2 separate regions of the Bombyx mori genome follow, and region 2 is linked to region 1. Evidence: chromatin contacts called from public Hi-C data. All regions are on one chromosome and are shown on one strand. The core of a region is the stretch at or near the end of the contact, and the rest is flanking DNA. Distances in the headings are between cores, read along the strand shown.

The links. Hi-C and Micro-C count contacts between places; a contact is called where the count stands out from the background.
Region 2: a contact with region 1 is called in a Hi-C map of midgut, with 1.8 times the contacts expected there. The contact joins two enhancer-like sites. A contact is called at or near these places in 2 of 7 Hi-C or Micro-C datasets (midgut and whole pupa).

The regions. Positions count from the first base shown.
Region 1 is chr11:18,121,545-18,128,074 of ASM3026992v2, reverse strand. It overlaps LOC101737606 (adenylate cyclase type 2), which reads left to right. Exons shown (of 25, transcript XM_012696130.4): 6 at 1,995-2,207. Among protein-coding and RNA genes, the nearest start is that of LOC101738865, 17 kb to the left of the region's middle. Within about 2 kb of position 2,119, at least 5 of the 8 cell types and tissues checked have open chromatin away from gene starts, as enhancers often do.
Region 2 is chr11:18,200,219-18,206,092 of ASM3026992v2, reverse strand. All of the region lies in intron 5 of LOC101737606 (adenylate cyclase type 2), which reads left to right. Among protein-coding and RNA genes, the nearest start is that of LOC101738865, 61 kb to the right of the region's middle. Within about 2 kb of position 2,497, at least 5 of the 8 cell types and tissues checked have open chromatin away from gene starts, as enhancers often do.

The DNA.
Region 1 (6,530 bases), core at 870-3,369:
TCGGCAAAGAGTTCGACGTGCAACCTAACCCATGCATCAGCTCGCTGAGTTTCTCGCCGGATCTCCTCAGCGGGTCGCGATTTCGATCCGGTGGTAGATTTATTCGCGAAGCAACTGCTCTTGAGTTGTTAGGTCACCTTCGGAGGCGCTCGGGCAGCTGTTAGCAAATCCCACCTCTCCTGGCTGAGCCTTTGCTTGCCCATCTGTCCTGGTGAAACTGGAAAGGCCTCAGGGCCACCAGTAAACCTTCAATCATAAAAAAAATAATTAAATGTCTTCGCTTTTGATGAGGAAGCGGAGGCGAAGATCTTCCACTGAGCGGGTGATATTGCTCGGTAGATCGAAGGCCCGAACGTAGCTGTTCGGAACTTGTAGGTGTATATGCAAGCTTATCTTGACAATGTCGATTATCAGGCATCTGTCAAATATCTTGTGTTGTATGATAGCTACCCGCCACAGGGTAATCGATTTAAGTGATTAATAATTTTCTGTGGTATGTCACGTTTTTCCCAGTAAATAAAGTCAATAGATATTTTATTCTTAATTAAATTAAAATAAAAAACTAAATGGTAGTTAGGACGATGGACGAAAACTGGAGGAATTAAACTTTAGACGTCCGTGACTACGAAAACTGTAAAGTAATATTCGAAGAGTCGGAAAAAGCTAAAAGGACAATAGAAAACGCGAAATTAAAACCGTAAAAATAGTTTTAATTATGTTTACGATTCACGAAAAGTGAATAGCTTGAATTTGTGAGACTGAGCTTAACCTTCATACAGCATGCGTTCAAAATGTGCTAATCGGTGATACGGTTATGACAATTCAGGACACTAACCGTGTCTTGAGGTTGGTAAACAATATTTTTGAGGTCACTCTCAAGAGAATTTAGAAATCGTTCTAAATATTTTTCAATAATTTCATGATGCATATGCTCCAAGTGCCGAGGATCCATTATATAAGTGAAAAATAAACAAAGTTTATGGGGTATCCTATAACACCAGCGGCATTGCCGGGGCGGTCTAGTAGGGTCTGGTAGGGTCGCCGTACCGCGGAGACCGGCGTCGTTGGTCGTCGACTATCGTCTCGATGACTCGTCCGTCGGGCGTCCGGGGGGCGCCGTGAGTCTGGTTGTAAAGTTCACTGCCGGAACCCCCTTACTCTGACCGGGTTTTGACCCCGAGCGAAGATCGGACGTCGGGTGTAAGAGCGCAGGAGAATCGCTTCGTGCGCTAGGGCCCTAAGACGTCTTTGGGGCCGCGGTCTGCTCCCAACATCTGCAGAACGTCAAGTCCCACATACACCGCACGCCCTCTCTCTATTTAAGGGGCTTTGAAAACGTGAACTCCATAAGAAAACCAATACGCGTTTCAATAAACGTTAATTTGTATTTAATTATTTTTTTTGTAAAACATCACCTCGTGTTTATTTACAGCATAGACACAAATAAACATGCTCGCGGACCTAATGGAAGGAATTCTCGATTCAAGACATGTATTTCTTCATGTCAATAACATTTAATTTTATTATTGTATTCTCTCATAACAGCTTTATCTGTCTACATCTGAATGATTTAGGTACATAATAATGGGTTATTTGGTTGCCACAAGCGCCTGCAAGAAGATCAGAGCATATTTTCTCAATTGAATTTAGTGTATAAAAGTTTTACCATAATGTTTGTTACGGGTTTTAGCATATGATAGGACATATGGTAGGACCTCTTGTCCGCATGGGTAGGTACCACCACCCTGCCTATTTCTGTCGTGAAGCAGTAATGCGTTTCGGTTTGAAGGGTGGGGCAGCCGTTGTAACTATACCTACTTGAGACCTTAGAACTTATATCTCATTTGGTGGGTGGCGCATTTACGTCGTAAATGTCTATGGGCTCCAGTAACCCCTTAACACCGGCTGTGAGCTCGTCCACACATGTAAGCAATAAAAAAAAAATTATGCAAGAATTTACACTTGACCGCTCATTTTGAATACATTGTTGGCAGGTAAAACGTTCGATTATGCTGAAAATGGCGGACGCGTGCGTCGACACGTCGAAGCAGACACGCTTCCACAAGATGCACGTGCAGAGGCACAACAACGTCAGCATACTGTACGCCGACATCGTGAACTTCACGCCGTTGTCGGAACGACTCAGCGCATCGGACCTGGTGAAGACTCTGAACGAACTATTCGGGAGGTTCGATCAAATTGCACAGGTAAGAATCGTAATATGAATATGGCGCGTTAGATGGTACGATGTCCAATACAAGTGACTTCAAAGTCTCTGTTGACTGATTTTTCTCCTAGCTATTCGCTGGTAGCCTATGGGGCTATTACAGCTACACCCAGACGGGTAGGTTAGCTCACGGAATCAACTTTAGAGAATTTGCTAACACTAGCCCTATCAAGAGCAGTGCTTCGCAGAATCTACCACTGGCTCGGAATCGCGACCCACTGAGAAGATCCGGCGAGAAACTCGGTGGGCTGTGTTTGAGGGTTAATTTACTCGTCGAGCCCTTCGTCGCAAGCGACGGGTTCGACGAGAACGATGACCGGTGCTTGAGGTACCTAAAAGCACCGTTAGTGGATCGGGAGGATCCGAAATGCCGTGTTTGGGGCGACGTCGACTGCTTTCCATTCTGTCCGCAGGATCGGGAATGTAGTTACCGGCGGCTACGATGAGAGGGTTCTCGTGTCGTGCCGCTTTATCGAAGTGGACACCACATAGCCATGTATAGTAATCTATGAAAAATGATTTACTTTCACAACCATTTTACAGTCTCGTAAAGTGTAAATTTTGAAATTTAATTTCTAATTTTATAATCATAGTTTCAAATTCTGATCCACTATAATTATTGCTTTAATAATTCGAACGGGAAGGATCCGGGTACAAAATTTAATAACAGCAATTATTACGATGAACCCGACGACTAAGTGAGCGATACTTCATTTTATTCGAGACTCCTGATATATATACATTTATAATTAAAAACGGTTAAAGAAATATAAGATCTATGAACATCTAATTGTACTTATTGATATAATTTTAAATAAGACTTTCAATATGTTGGTCTGTAAAAATAAAGTTTTTGGAACGAAGTTCCTTATGGGACGATGCGGAGGGGTACCCTAACCGGGAAAAAACGTCCGTAACGTAAGATTTTTATTAGTAATGCACACAGTGTACGACTTAACTTTGTAGTAACGTACAAAAAATAGCATATTTTTATTATATATTTTTCATAAATCATTGTGAATAAAATAAAGTTGATAACTTTGTAAAGTAGTTTTTTTTATCAATAAAAAATCATAATAAAAAAGTGTGTGTGTCCGCTCCGACGCACGACTGGAGTTTACTGGATATAAAAAATTAAACGAAACAATACGAGAAATAGTTCTATATTACGACAACACGATACACTACAGATTATTAACAAATTAACGAGACACAAAACAAACGACTAACAAATATATGAAAATACAATAATGAGAGAAACGCGCGATCAGTACGAGGCTTTGTGGCGGACTGCCGGCGCAGCAGCCCGGCGTCACCTGCGATAACGCGGCCGCGCGTTGGCTCCTGATTGGCGCGCGCACGCATCACGCAATCAGGAGCCAATCAGGCGCATAACGCATTTCGTGTGACATGCTAGTACGATTTTGGTCCCCATAATTTTCATACCCCGGGCCTATATATGTAAATCGATTCTAAAGGAGTAAACTCCAAAAATGTATACCCGAATAATTATTTTCTTTATACCTCGAATAGAACTTAAAATTAATATTTTTATAATAAGAAACTAACTTCGTTCCTATCCGGTGTCCCACGAGACCACACATCTTTTTTTTTAATAAATACGAGTCAATACCTCGCCTCGGTTCGTGAATGAATTGAGAAAATTCGTTTAGCTTCATTTCTAACTTAGATTATAACGCCGGGTCAATATCATAATTCGTTTTCATTTTAAAGGGCTTGTAAAATTGGAATCGGTAATCTGATTTCCAGGATTAACAGAAATTCGATCATAAATTTCCTTAAGCCTTAATTCGCCATTTTTATTGCCTTCGAAGTCAGTGACCCTAAAGTCTATGTAGTGGTGAGTTGGTCCTGTCAGTAATAGGGAGATAGCCAAGCTGCCCAAGCCTGGGGACTGATTTTAGCCTCGTTTGAAGAGCATAGTATTGCGTTAATAATAATAAAATAATAATAATAATAAAATAAATAAATAAAGACGTATGTATGTTTATTTCTTATAGGTATCTTGAGGTGGCCAGGAAATTGAATAAATGCGTTTACTTCTTCAAATACAAATTAAATTGGTTTTAGTTATTTTACAAAAATAGAATTGACATGCGCGTCCATCTTTTTTCTTAATTTTGACAGTTGGTGCCACTATTGCGTTTCCTGATTTGCTATTGGTTCGTGCGATATGACGTCATCGTTGGCCAATCACAGCCATCAATGTATGACGCGACGTTGATTCGTTAACACATAGAATGCAGCAAATAATTTATTGAAAATACCAATCTATCTTGCATGGATACAATGACATACTATTTTGTTTGGATGTTTATGATGTTTATTACATTGACGGCAATGTTAGTAATACATTGTGCTAGTGGTAGCCAAAGTCTATGAGGTTGTTGTAGTAGTAGTAGTAGTATAAGTAGTTGGAATAACTCCTTAAACTGCCAACTAGCAATTAGGTAAGGAAAAAAATAAAAATAAAATACATTCACCGTCCTTAATTGAATTAAATATTCATAATTGCTAGTTTGTTCTCTAAAGAGGTAACGAATACTCAGTGTAGTGTTATAATTTGATTGTTTGTTAAAGGAAATTGTTCTGAAGTCGCCGTTTTGAATTCTTCAATGGCTTTCTTATAATTAATTGTCAATAAAGCGTATCAAAGGAACGGTTCTTTTGTAAAATTTTATCAAATTTCGAATGCTTTCGTTTTTGGGACTACTACAATAAGCAGAAAAATCCTGTTTTTACACACTGCGTGATTGCTGTATCATAGAAAGCTAAAGATTCTCAGTATCAGAAATTCAACATTTGTTGAATGTTCATTCTAGATTTGTTCCTCGAAAAAGTGATTTAATACTCTAGAATAGTGACAATATAGGCGGGTGGGTCGCATTGATTTTTGGATTTGCGATCCCATCACCCGCTAATATCAAAATTAAATACGATCATATTATTAATTTGACAAATTATTTATTATTAGTAATCAAATACAATTACACTAACAATAAGCGATTTCGTTTCAACACATTAGAATAATAGTTTAATGGTCCACTCAAGTGAAAATGAATTCCAAACAATTTATAGTAATTAGTGTAATAAAGACAAAATACTAGATAAAGCAGAACGCTGTTATAAATAAATGACCCAAAAAAAACCATTAAGCAAATCGAACTTAATGTCCCAGAAGAAAATGAAATTATAGCCAGAATGTGGTCAAACAAAAATAATATTTAGGAACATGAATTTTAGGCGAAGATTTCATTGTCCTATTGGATCTGATTTATGGGAAATGCTTTGTTCATTCTTTAAATAAAAATATATCAATTAAAATGTAATTGGATTTTTCTTCACTAAAGAGGAGAGTGTATTAAATACATAAATTTATATGAATACTGTAATCCGATCCGCAGTAGCGAATGGTTATTGGATTTGATGGGTAAGGACGTGGGATCCGTGAGGACGTGAAGAAACCTTCTATATAGTAGTGCCAAAAACTCTACCGTGTTGCATTATAATCGGATGAATAGCTTAGAGTACAAAAAATCATTTTTAATTTACATTAATAGGTGACTCATGTTTCAGTTTTTTTTTAGATTCTTTTAGTCGTTAATTAAGAGGATCAGTGTTCATATACCTAGCTCACGAGATGTAGTTTCGTAAAGATGAAACTCCATTCGCATCCCAAAAATCTACAGGTCATCATTTGGAATTTTGTGGTAATGAGTCGACCACAAAATTCAACTCAAAAACCTTTAACTATTTCTAAAATGGATTGACGTCAGAAGAAGAGTTAGAAAAAAAAAGAAGTGAAGTATCTTATGGACGCCCGGTTGAAACCTAGTTCGTTTCGCTCGAGCTTTTTTTGTATTTGTAGTAATCATTCAATAAAAAATAAAGTCGTATAAAGTTGTTAAAAAATAAATTAAAAAAATTTACGCGCATGTCGATTTACCTATGTTTGTAAAAAAAACAATAAAAATAGATAAATAAACATTAAATTTATAAACATATTTGTGTATATTATATTCTCAAAATAATAAAAATCGATAAAAACAAATTTCAGTTTCTTATTTGATCGGGAAGTGCCTCAAAAATCAGTACAAAGTCAGTTTTTGGTGTGGTTTTTCATTGTTACACTTTTTTCCGTCTAGCTCCTTGGCCCGCGAATAATCTGAATCTGCGATTAGAGATTCTGTTCCGAAAATACGAGCAAGAACATTAAATTTTTCATCACAGTAATTTATCGTTAAGTTGTAACAACGATTTGCTATTACCGGAGTGGTGCAGA
Region 2 (5,874 bases), core at 1,248-3,747, 78 kb before region 1:
CGATTTATTCATTGTTATACATACAGTTAGTGAGTTTTATAGTCGAGCCAAATCGTGTTTCACTTGTAAGAAATACAATTTATATACAGATTTATCTAGATACCAGCGATTTAATTTAATATATATACTTAATATCTTCTAATAATCTAATATAAAATCTAAATCCTATAAATGCTAATTATAGGTTATTAGCGAAAAAACTGCCTCTATAATTTTAATGTTTAAATATATATATTTTTTTAATTTTAATGGTTTTAATATATTTATAATAGTGTACAAAAAGCATACTCTACTTAAACCTATTCTTATACGATTGAAGTCTTCGTTAATCCTATACGGTTTTCTCATTGATTGGGGCCCAAAGCAAACAAAGATCCCTTTCGTAAAGTATCGAATGTTACCACTATCGAGAGTCGAAAACTCCCGGCCGAGTCATTATATCGATAATCGATAGATTTGCGTTTCCGCACAATTGAGCACGAATGAAATGCGACCCTCGATCGGTGTTTAACCACGGACGCCTTCAAGAGAATCCCTTTTGCCTAGCTGAAGCGTCAATTCAACAAGAAAAATGGTTTCATTGGTCATGTTCTTTGATATTAAAAGCTTTTGAGGCACTCTTAACAGTTTATAGAGCAATAAACATCGTAGTGAAATATAATGGGAGGAAAATTCATTATGGATTTCGTAAGCGTCCCACGTAGATCGTTAGTTTAAAAACTATTCATTTTTTATATAACTCACGTCAAGAGTTGATAAAATTATTTTTAAAATATTCGTGATTATAATTTGGTAGAGATGTATAGATAACTTACGTCGAATATGTATAAACAATTCATGAATATTTTAAGGAAAGAAATCCAAATTAATTCATATGAATTTCAAATAAAACGATTGATACTGTGCGTCACTCTAATTACAAGTATTTAAAATAATCTCTAATTCATCATTATCATCATTAAATCTTGCGTTCCTAGATAAATAATCCACAATCAGTCGAAAATTTAACCGTCTTCAATTTGTTCTATGCGCGGCTGATAGCAACATCAGTAGATGTGTCATGCATATGAGGCATTTTTCAGCTTTAGCAATGTTTTAAAGGGAACATAAAATTCCCAATCCGAAATTTTAAAAAATCCCAATGTAAAATAGGATTATATACTGAAGTACAGCACTAAAGTAATTTAACATTAAAAATACCAGCTAATAATCAACCCAGAAGCTAAAGCAAGCTAGGTTCCTCTTTTCCGCACACTGGGACTAAACATCAGTGCGTTGCCCGTTCAGCGTCCTCGCCGAACCCGTCGCTTGCGACGAAGGGTTCGACGAGTAAATTAGCCCATAGACACAACCCACTGAGTTTCTAGCCGGATCTTCTCAGTGGGTCGCGTTTCCGATCCGGTGGTAGATTCTGCGAAGTACTGCTCTTGCTCTTGCTGCTAGGGCCAGTGTTAGCAACACTACGGTTTGAGCCCTGTGAGCTCACCTACACGTCAAGGACAAGTTGAAATAGCCTCTCAAGGCTATCAGCATAAGTAGGAAAAAAAATGGTGTGTTGGATTGAAGGGTCAATGAAAACTGTCAACGCAGACCTAAAACACCGCTAAAGTGGAAGAACCAGTTTTAAGAGACTATAACCAGTTTACATGGTCACCTACATTGAAACTGTATGACAGATCTAGTTTTTAATGATAAGTGTAGCGTCACGTATTTTTGTTAGATCTTCAATTATCACTATTACACGTTGAAATAAACCGAATTTTAAAGTAATGCTGAGTTTGATGTGTAAAAATGAATATTTGTAAATTTGTTCGTGCTAAATGGCTTCGCGTGTCGTTTTTTTTTTACTCAATTGGTCATATTTTAACGGTTTCTATCACTTCAGGAGCATTTCTTATATCGAGATAAAAATGCTTAAGTCATTTCAATACACTTTACATGATATTTACAATCACTGGAAATTACCGGTCCGCGCGAAGTTGGAATGGCCCCTTAGGCTACCAACTATTAGGTAGGGAAAATTATATAGTTTTTTTCTCATATCTACAGGACTTAATATCAAGGACGGGGTTTCCAACTTGAGGTATCTTGGTCTTGGTCTCGACCTGGACGGTCGCCGGAACTTTTCAAACCATTCTCATATCAAAAAGTTTCTAATATCAAAACTAACTCATATCATAAAGTTGGGCCCTCGGCTGATGGTGACGACCGGGTCGTTGAGCCAGCTTCTTTCAAATTTCGGAGGCCCCGATCTGGTGGTGCGTCGCCCCCATGTCGGGGTGGTGCAGTCCATTGCATAATATGGTGTACTAGTCTGTTGCCTCGCCCCGACCCACGAATTTGGGACCGCATTGCGCCGATCGCCAGCGTGCCAGTCTGTTTGTTTTTAGTGGCCATTTTTATATTATTTTTATATGGGTACACTACAATACTACAGTACACGTGGCCATAAGACAAGACCCATCGCTGAGGGGGTCAAGGCCGAACGGCGCTACTTGCACCAGTGCGCCGCCCAGGAGTGACAACATAAGAGCGACCGGTTGGCGGAGTATCGCGTTCCGACCCGGCCAGATAGCTCCAACCCAGCGGAGTATCCCGGGACACTAGCGGCACTACCTGAGTGACCAGACGGGACGGTTACCGCCCTGACCTCAGGGGGACTTACCAAGGATTTAATTAATTAATTTAGGTTTAAATTATTTCTAATCTTTTGCCTAACATCATCATCATCATATTAAAAAAGGAACTAACCATCAGAACTAAGGTCAAGTTTAGTATTCGAACTGTTAATTGAAAACGTACTAATGTCTCACGACCACATCGAATTTAATTTCGAGATATCTTCATTCAAACTCATCGAAGTGTTAAATGGTAGCGTTTGATAGAATTAGATCATTAGAAAAAGGATATTTACATGTGTTATTAAGGTCGCTAAAAATTTCACATTGGAGTGAATCGCTTTAAAGATCACGAACTCGGCGAGTGCCCGTGATGTGACACGCAATGGGAGCATGATACCATAGAGTTCCACGTTTTGTGGAAAATCACTGAATTTTGAATGGTTTTCCTAAAACGGTTGCCGGTCTATGGGTTTCTATAGTTCGCTCGCTTTAGAAGCTTGCACGGCGACTGACTAACCTGTATTAGACATATGACAGCTACTGGTGGTAGGACCTCTTGTGAGTCCGTACGGGTTGGTACCACCACCTCGCCTATTTCTGCCGTGAAGCAGTAATGCGTTTCGGTTTGAAGGGTGGGGCAGCCGTTGTAACTATACTGAGACCTAACAACTTATATCTCAAGGTGGGTGGCGGCATTTACGTTGTAGATGTCTATGGGCTCCGGTAACCACTTAACATTAGGTGGGCCCTAAGCTCGTCCACATGTCAAAGCAATAAAAAAAACGGTGGCAGATCCAGTGAAGCACCGATCTTGCTAGAGCTAGTATTAGCAATTCCTTTAACGTTGAGACCCCTTGAGCTCACCTACGAGTTAGCGCGCAGTTAAAATAGCCACATACGTTACCAACGATTAGGCAGGGGAAATACCGACGGGAAGGATTCTGATCCGGAAGCCAAAATAACTCATATATACATGGTTGCGCTGGTTTAAAACTGTTAGTTTTAAGTTTCGAAAATTAGCAACATTTTAATTTGGTTTTGCAAATCCTGTCCCATCCCTCTCCGGCACTTTTACCTACGGACGCGTGCGAGCGAGATCGTGTGGTGACATCGAGACGAAAAAAATATGGCTGAACAACCGCGCGCGCACTTCGTGTCTTTGGTATGTTAAATACGTAAATAAGTGAAATCGTTGGTGTTTCTCATCGCGAAGTGGTACGAGTCTGCAGTAAGGACTACATAAAGGTATTGTGCATCCTTCCTTTAACGCAGAACTGCCGCTTCTTATCGTTTCTTCCCGCAGTCTGTGTCCTTCATTTGCAACGACCAAATTTCAAATATTTTCGTAGTTTGCTTATCTCGCGTCTACAATACATATTATTCCATTTCCGTGGATATGCATTAACTGTAAGGGGGATCATATAGCATGGACAAAACCATTGCAAATTTTTATCCAGTAGCATTGTAGGTTCAAAATTAGTACAGCCGCTGTGCAATACAAACTAGACTTCCATGTCATGGCTCAAGATGAGCAGTATGTATGTTGTGATGTATATATAGACATATATATGCCGGTCACTGAACACCAGATTAGCCGTTAGCTCGTTCAACCATCAGGTACAATAAAAAAAAAAGGTTTGTATAAAACGAATAAATTTGGGCTAATGTTCGTTTCTTTAATCTTATACCTTATGAAGTATTTTCTGTTAATGAATATTTCTTCAAGGATGACTTTCACGATAAATAAATAATATTGTGTAGGGAACGCAAATTAACTACATTTTTAGCTGTACGCCCGCACAAGTAAGTTTCGTCATGACTGACATTAAGATTTCAACTTGAAATATTCTCTTAGCACAAGTCTGTCCACTACCACGCCTACTCATTTAAAACAATAAAAAATTCAAACTAAAATTAACATTAAGATTGATCCCTAGAAAAAAAAAGTAGTTTTTGGAATTCAAATAAATTAAAATTCAAATTGACTTGTTCAGACACTTCAGACATATAAAAATGGTTATTTGGAGTCAGCCAAATATTAAATCATACCCGGATGAAATATGTAAATATCTTCATTGTAAAAAAAAACATACACGTATTCATTGATCGTAGATCGTGGTAGATCGCACGTAGTGCACATGTGGTAGGATTGATACATTTAGAAGTATTTTTTAGCTATATGATTTTCACGATGGCTAATTCGAATACATTCATTTCATCAATACGCCATATTTTTTAACGTCAATCTTCCGTTTTAATTGAATTTCAAATCGCAGCGGTGCTAAATTAGTTTTCTGTTCAATCAACGTTCCATATTCAAGGAATTCAAGTTAGAGTTGTCTCATGTGAAATTGAGTCGGTTTTTTTATTGCTTAGTTGGGTGGACGAGCTCACAGTCCACCTGGTGTTAAGTGGTTACTGGAGCCCATAGACATTTACACAGTAAATGCGCTATCAACCTTGGGATATAAGTTCTAAGGTCTCAAGATTAGTTACAACGGCTGCCCCACCCTTCAAACCAAAACGCATTACTGCTTCACGGCAGAAATAGGCAGGGTGGTAGTACCTACCCTTGCGGAGTCACAAGAGGTTCTACCACCAGTAATTACGCAAATTATAATTTTGCGGGTTTGATTTTTATTACACGATGTTATTCCTTCACCGCGGAAGTCAAATGTAAACATTTGTTGGGTACGTATTTCATTAGAAAAATTGGTACCGAACACCGGTGCATCGCTCAACTCGAATGCACCGGAAGTTTTATCCTTTAGGCCACGACGACTTTTATACGAAAACCAAAAAAAAATACCTAGTAGAATACGATTACAATACTAATTATAACTCTAAATAATCCACTGGAGACCCACTCAAAGACACATAATAATCCATCAAAATCAGTTCCGCCGTTTAGATATTAGGTGATACAGATACAGTAGAAATAGGCGTTTTTTTTAAAAATAAGTTATAAATTCAAAAGACAACGAATGATGCCAATATTTAATATCTGATCGATCTCAACAAGATATTTATCTTTCTGTCGCATTTCGCTTGGCTACCAGTTTAATTCAGAATTCAATCAACTACCGTTTTGCTTCAATGATTAAAGAATTTAATCTCCGAGGAACCTCGTTAACATTTTACGTTGAAGAAATCTACGTTCCTAAGGGATTATTAACATTAACCGATTTCGGGTCCTACCGCTTGGAATGTTTTACTGCTTCGACTGACTTTGAAAGTTTGATTCTTATAAATC